2 separate regions of the Sus scrofa genome follow, and region 1 is linked to region 2. A link is a contact called in public promoter capture Hi-C data. All regions are on one chromosome and are shown on one strand. Each heading gives the region's core, a stretch centred on a gene start, on an enhancer-like site or on the middle of the called end of the contact. The rest is flanking DNA. Distances are from core to core; before and after follow the strand shown.

Region 1 (3,890 bases), core at 1,295-3,794, 250 kb before region 2:
CAGGTAGCAGTGGAGGGAGATGTGGGTCCCGTGCAGTGTGATCAGCAGCAGGGTCACATGGTAGGGCAGCCAGCAGATGACAAAGACAGTTATGTAGGCGCACACCAGCCGGCAGTGGCGCCGGCCCTCAGGCTGTCCTGCCTGCCGCAGCCGGCAGGCGGTCAGCACGTTGAACACCACCATGAGAGGGAAGGGCAGCAGGAAGCCCAGGACAGTGGTGGACAGGGCCGCCACCAGGGCCCACGTGCTGTACGTTTCAAAAGGTGCCATGAAGAGGCACATGGGCTCAAAGCTGTCCACCAGCTGGATGTGGACCACCTCAGGCAGCGGGATGAGGGCTGCGAGGACCCAGACCCCCATGCACACAGCCCGTCGTCCTCGGTGCTGGTGGCGCTGCCAGGTTGGAAAGGCGTTGGTGAGTGTGACGTAGCGGTCGATGCTGAGGCACACCAGGAAGAAGATACTGCTGTACATGTTGACGAAATAGAAGTAGTGAGTGAAGCGGCAGGAGAAGCTGCCCCAGAGCCAGGTGTAGTCCAGCGTGACCTCCAGCATCCACACGGGCAGAGACAGGACGATGCCCAGGTCTGCGATGGCCATGTTGAGGACGTAGGGGCGCAGCAGGCCTGCGCGGTCCGAGCTGTGCCAGTTGACGCAGATCACCAGAAGGTTCTCCACCAGCCCGACGACGAAGATGGCCAGGTAGAGCACGAAGAGGGCCACTCGCTTGGTGTCCTCGCTGAGCTCCATGTGGCACTCAGGCAGGGTGTGATTGAAGAAGTGGAGCAGTTCGGTCCAGTTGTGGATCTCTCCCAAGTCGCTGGCAGGCCCCACGCTGGGCCCCGTGGTGGACATGAGGACCAGCAAGTGTCTGGTGGGAAGAAGGGAGGGTTGGAAGAGAAAGGGGGCCTTGAAAGCAGCCACCTGTCCCCAAGCTGGTAGGCCACAGGGACCTGGAGGCTTTGGGGAAAGAGTCTGGGTCAGAAGAGGGGAGAAATGGAAGGAAGCGTAACATTCAAACTGTGCGTCAATAGTACACAACTCACTGGCAGCTTTGACCCAAGAGCAGAAGTGTTTTGATAAGGGGTCTCAGTGCTTTCTTCCCAGTCCCGGCCAATGCCACCCTCCTCCAGCCCAGGGGGCTCAACCGCCACTTCTCTCCTGGCACTTCACCCCTTGGCCGTTTCATACAGCCTTCCTTAGGGGCTCTTTCTGTGTCAGGCTATTTGGGCCTTGTGTGTGACTGACGCGCACACACACACACACACACACACTCTTTCAGTTCATCTTTGGAAACATCTGTGGCTTATGCAGGAAAACCAGTTGTCTCCAGGCCCCACTCACTCCCTTCTTCCCTGAGAAAGGGCGACTCTCACCTGAGCCGGTGGTAGGAGAACCTCTGGTCCTGAAGGGTGGGCAGGTCTGGACTGTTGGGGAGCTGCAATGAGGCTGGAGGGACTGTGGCTGTGGGGCTGGCTTTGCTTCGGACTTCAGGGCCGCCCCTCTCATCCGGAAAGCAGTATTACTGGCTGAGGCTCTGTGGGAGAGGGTCAGGGCTTTTCCTGCCTTCCCCCAATCCAGTTAGAGGGGAAATCACAGCAAAAGATCCAGTGTGGCGGTGACAGGGAGGAGTCAGGCTGCAAGCATTAAAATCCAGACTCTTGCAGCTCTGTGAGTTTATCTCTTTTAACCTCAGTTCTGTCTTCTGCAAAATGGGACAACAGTAGTATCTACTAATAGAGGTGTTCCAAGAATTAAATGAGCTATTCAGGTGATGTGCTGAGCAGAAGGCTGGCCCTGTGGTAAATGCTTTACATATGCATTTTACCCTCTCTAAATCAGATTGGAATCCCACTCTCCTATGTCTGTCTGGATTCTCACCAAAGCAGAACTGGCTGGGGGTGGGAGGGCTAAAAGAAATCTGAAAATTAGAATTGTTATCACTCTGACACTTCTACTCAATGGCACCCCTGGCATTCCCCAGCCTTCATCTTGCAATCCAAAGTGAGAATCTAGAGAGAGGTAAGACTGAATGCAGTGTGGTGGAAAGGGCAGTGCTGAGCTTCAGGGAGACTCCTGGATGGGGAGAGGAAGGACGGGAGAGAGAGAGACACACACACACAGCACACAGACCAAGCTTAGAGAGAGAGACAGACACATGCCTCTCTCTCCCTCCAAGCCAAGGAGAAGGCTCGGAGCCCCCAATTTGTGTTATTGGTGAGCATCTTGTGTCAGCATGGCTCCTGCTGCTCAGAGCACTTTCACCTTAGTTATTTGATCCCTGGGGAACTCCTGTGGGAGGGGAGGATGGGGTTCCTTATTCAGAGACCTTGCCTGTCCCCCACAGGCCACACTGAGAAGAGAGCAGAGCCACCTGGACCTGGGCCCATGTTTTGTAGGCTGTAGGGCTGGGAGTGTGTTGGCTGGAGAGGCTTGGATATATATAAATTTAATTAAGGTGAAATCCCTATGACAGTATTAACCATTTTAAAGTTTACAATCTGGTGGCATTTAGTTCATTCACATTGTTATGCAACCACCACTTTTATCTAAGTCCAAAATATTGTCATCACCCCAAAAGGAAACCCCACACCCATTAAGCACTCACTCTCGAATCCCATCTCCCCTCAGCTCCTGGCGATCAACCAGCTACTCTGCTTTCTGTCTCTCTGGATTTACCTATTAAGGATATTTGATATAAATGGAATCACATATATGACCTTTGCACCTTTTCTTCCACTTAGCATAATATTTAAAAAAAATTTTTTTTTGTCTTTTCTAGGGCCGCTCCCATGGCATATGGAGGTTCCCAGGCTAGGGGTCTCATCAGAGCTGTAGCCACCAGCCTACGCCAGAGCCATAGCAACATGGGAGCTGGGCCGCGTCTGAAACCTACACCACAGCTCACGGCAATGCTGGATCCTTAACCCACTGAACAAGGCCAGGGATCAAAACTGCAACCTCATGGTTCCTAGTCGGATTCGTTAACCACTGAGCCATGACAGGAACTCCTATTTTTAAAAATTTTAATTGAAATCTAGTTGACTTACAATGTTTTGATAGTTTCTGGTGTACAGCAAAGTGGTTCAATTATATTTATTCTTTTTCATATTCTTTTCCATTATGGTTTATTATTAGGATATTAAATATAGTTCCTCATTAAAAAATTAAAAATTTTGTTAAAGTATAGTTGATTTAGGAGTTCCCATCATGGCTCAGCAGTTAATGAACCCGACTGGTATCCCTGAGGACACAGGTTTGATCCCTGGCCTTGCTCAGTGGGCCTTGCTGGCTTTGCTGTGAGCTGTGGTATAGGCCGGCAGCTGTAGCTCCAATTCAGTCCCTAGCCTGGGAACCTCCATGTGCCATGAGTGTGTCCCTAAAAAAACAGACAAAAAGAAAAAATAGTTGATTTATAATGTTGTGTTAATTTTTGTAGGACCTTGTTTATCTATTTTATATATAATATATAATTTGTAGTTTGTATCCACTAATCCCATACTCCTAATTTATCCCTTCCCAATCTCCTTTCTCCTTTGGTAATCATAAATTTGTTTTCTATGTCTGTGAGTCTGTTTCTGTTTTGTAAATAAGTTCATTTGTATCATATTTTATATTCCACATTTAAGTGTTATTTGTTATAACATGTTGTCTTTGATTCATTTCACTTAGTATGATAATCTCTAGGTCCATCCATGTTGTGGCGAGTGGCATTATTTCATTCTTTTTTATGGCCGAGTAATATTCCATGTGCACGTGCGTGCGCGCGCGTGTGTGTGCGCGTGTGTGTGTGTATCATCACATGTTTATCCACTCATCTGTTGATAGATATTTAGATTGCTTCCATTTCCTGGCTATTGTAAATAGTGCAGTTATGAGCATTGGAGTGC
Region 2 (3,658 bases), core at 575-3,074:
CGGACTTGCTGGCAAAGAGAAATGGTCAAAATGTAGCTTTATTTGTCTAAAGGACCTGGCCCTTTCTTCTGAAGGTACATGGACTGACTGACTGACTGCATTGACAAATCTCCTGGGTCACTATTTACTTTGGTAGAATTTCTATCAACAATTTTAATAGTAACAATAAACATTTTTTAAGTAATGTAATTAATCTTCCTAAAAATCCTATCAAGTAGCTACTATTATCCCCATTTTATAGATAAGGAAACTGAGATAAATATGTTAATTGCCCAAGGTCACCATTAGGTAATCAAGCCAAGATTCAAAGGAGTCTGGCTTCAAAATCCGTGTTCATTACGTTCAGAATGGATAAGCAATGGGGTACTACTGTACAGCCTAGGGAACTATGTCCAACTTCTTGGGTTAGAACATGATGGAAGATAGTATGAGAAGACAGTATAGTAAGAATGTGTATATATGTATGACTGGGTCACTATGCTATACAGCAGAAATTGACACAACACTGCAAATCAACTATGCTGTAATAAAAATAAAATTCATATTCATATCCACAACATCGCTTCTCCTATTTGAAGAAAATGTCAGAATTTTTCATTCCTGATAAACTCCTCTTTTTCATTTAATCCTAATTCATTAACCCTAAGCCTCAGTTTATTATGGCAAAATACCAGAAAATTTAAAGTAGTTTTCAGTACATTTAAGTGCTCTGCTTATCTTAAAAGGCAGCCAAAATTGTCTTAAAGCCAGTAGCTCAAGTAGCGTTGGCTGATTTAGTAATTGTTGCGTCCTTTTGGAGAAAGGATATTGGAATCAATACCCTAGCCTTTTCATTTACAAAACACTTGTTACAATCTACCTTTCAAAACTCCTACTTTTGGAGTTCCCGTCGTGGTGCAGTGGTTAACAAATCTGACTAGGAACCATGAGGTTGAGGGTTCGATCCCTGGCCTCGCTCAGTGGGTTAAAGATCCAGCGTCGCCGTGAGCTGTGGTGTAGGTCGCAGACGCGGCTCGGATCCTGCGTTGTTGTGGCTCTGGTGTAGGCTGGCAGCTACAGCTCCGATTCGACCCCTAGCCTGGGAACCTCCATATGCCGCAGGAGCGGCCCAAGAAATGGCAAAAAGACAAAAACAAAAACAAACTCCTACTTTTGGGAGTTCCCTTAGTGGCGCAGCGAAAACGAATCCAACTTGGAACCATGAGGTTGCGGGTTCAATCCCTGGCCTCCCTCAGTGGGTTAGGATCCGGCGTTGCCATGAGCTGTGGTGTAGGTCGCAGATGCGGCTCTGATCTGGTGTTGTGGCCGCGGTGTAGGCCAGCAGTTACAGCTCTGATTAGACCCCTAGCCTGGGAACCTCCATATGCTGTGGGTGTGGCTCTAAAAAGACCAAAAAAAAAAACAAACAAAAAAAAAAAAACTTACTTTGTAAAGTGTGGGGTCCTGAGCCTCTAGAACAGATGTGTTTCAAGATAAAGTGTCCAAAATAGAGGCAAAAAGAATTGTATGTGTGCCTATGCTCGTTTTTTGTGAGGGGAATTTATGCCTTGATAATTTCAGTCTAAATTATATACTCCAAAAATAAGACAATCGAGGGTTAACCTAAGTCTCAGCTACCTTCCAGTGGTGTGAACAATCTCTGTGGCATTGGAATATTATTTAATACCTCACGTTTTCCTACATTCCTTCCTGAGAAAAGGAAGTCAGTAGTAACACCGCAGTGGGCTACATTGCCAACAGGAAAGCAAAGGTTGTTTCTCACACAGTTGCCCTTCGCGTATCAAAAATCCCTCGACCTGGGGGACAGGAAGGTGTCGGCTATCTAAGGACTACACGGCTCGGAGCAGAGTTCCTGCCAGGCCAGCGCGTCGCGTTCTGAATTCTTACCCTTATTTAGACCTTGTCACCACCCTTCCCGGGGAACAGCCGGACGGCTCACTGGTAGGAAGTGACTACAGGCAGCTCCTGACCCGGAATCGGATCCTGGCCCCGCCCCCTCCGCCAGGCTTCCTTCTGCAACAGGCGTGGGTCACGCTCTCGCTCGCTCTCTTTCTGCCGCCATCTTGGTTCCGCGTTCCCCGCACAGTAAGTGCTGTCTTCGCCACTACTTTTATCCGCAGCCATCCGCCTTTCTTGCTGGCTGAGCCGTCCCGAGGACTATCAGCTAAGGCGAACTGGAGGTTTTATGGGGCCACCGGGTTCCTACTCTGCCCTGGGCAGTGTGGCCTTGGGGCCCCCGGACAAAATGGGGTCTGCTGTTTATATCCTGGCAGTAGGGCAGAAAGGCCGTGAGCCGGGAGTCCAGGGCTGGGTAAATGGGAGCCATTGCGGCTGTGGGGATGGAAGTGGGGTGCGTCTGCTGTTGGAAACGGCTTCACGAGGACCCAGAGGAGGTTGAGGGGTCATAGCGTTGGAACATTCCCCCCCAACACACACACACCCTTCTTTAGTGTGACAAGTGAATATTGGGACTGAGGTCACCTTTCCTCTCCTGGTTCCCGAAAGTCGGGCAGACGGGAGTCCTGGAGGTCGTGACCCAGGAGAGGGGGTGAGGAGGGAGAGGTGGTTCAGTATAGCGTCTTCCGTCTCCCATGCTAGGGAGCCTGACGGGGATTCTCTCCCTCGGATTGAGAATGCAGCGATGATTGCTGCTCTGTAGGATTTGGAGTGTTGAATGAAACAAATTCCTGGGTACTGAGAAATCCGCTTTGTGGGAGTGAAAAAGCGATAATAGAAGGTGATTCTCTTCATCAGAGGATTACGTCGTATTTCTCACCAGTGTGGGGAGGGTTCTCCCGAACACCCGTCTTATGCAAAATTTTAAAGAGTATTTGACTGGGTTGGGCAGCAGAACGGATCCGAGTCAATTCAGGCCTCCTTTTTATTCCCTTCCTTCAGAAATGCCCGGTGAAGCCACAGAAACCGTTCCTGCTACAGAGCAGGAGTTGCCACAGCCCCAGGCTGAGACAGGTAGGTTCCCCTAGATCCTTGTTAATTAAGATTGACCCTAAAACCATTTGGTGGTAACATGACGAAGACAATACACTTCAGTCTTTTAGTGTTAACTCTATTAAAGACGGGGAGCACCTGATAGTGAATGTCTTGAAGGGACTTCCTTAGGGAGTGGAATAAAGTATATTTGAGATTCAAGAGTATTAAAAGCTCCCTGGCCTGCTTTGTATATTATGGCACCTACCTCAAAGGGAGTTGTGCTATGGAACCCTCCCCCCACATAGGAAAACGGAGCAGGGAAGAGGCTCAGTGATCCTTACTTATTGAAACTAGGTGACCCACTGGCAGGCCAAGGAGACTTGAGCTTTTGTGAAGTTCCAGCCACCAAGTTGCATCAAGGTTTTAGATGGCAGTGCTTGGCATTGTGCCATCATCACATGTTTGGATGAGATGTGTGCTGGTGGTAAATGTGTCCTACTGGGATCCAGGGCCCTCCAAGATTGGTTATCTTGTTTTATGGATTGGTGCTGAGATGTTTCTAGTGTGCTGGAACAGCTTGTCTGGAACCCAGGATTGGGATAGAGCCTTTTGACCGCTCTTCAGCTTTGGAATTAATGGATATAGAACATAGTGTAAAGGCAAGTTTTTAGTTCTGATTAAAATACCTCTCTATAAACTTTAAGAGGGGTAGTGGAAAAAAATTGTT

The links. Promoter capture Hi-C pulls out the DNA fragments that hold promoters and counts their contacts.
Region 1: a contact with region 2 is called in a promoter capture Hi-C map of liver, with 10 times the contacts expected there. The contact joins the promoter of GPR182 here to the promoter of NACA in region 2. A contact is called at or near these places in 2 of 5 promoter capture datasets (fetal liver and liver), 1 of 47 Hi-C or Micro-C datasets (liver) and 1 of 2 datasets of contacts at active chromatin or transcription factors (alveolar macrophages).

What each region holds. Positions count from the first base shown.
Region 1 is chr5:22,302,122-22,306,011 of Sscrofa11.1, reverse strand. It overlaps GPR182 (G-protein coupled receptor 182), which reads right to left and starts at 2,544. Exons shown (of 2, transcript XM_003126290.4): 1 at 1,377-2,544; 2 at 1-871. The coding sequence starts at 855.
Region 2 is chr5:22,056,262-22,059,919 of Sscrofa11.1, reverse strand. It overlaps NACA (nascent polypeptide-associated complex subunit alpha), which reads left to right and starts at 1,824. Exons shown (of 9, transcript XR_002343981.1): 1 at 1,824-2,085; 2 at 2,873-2,970.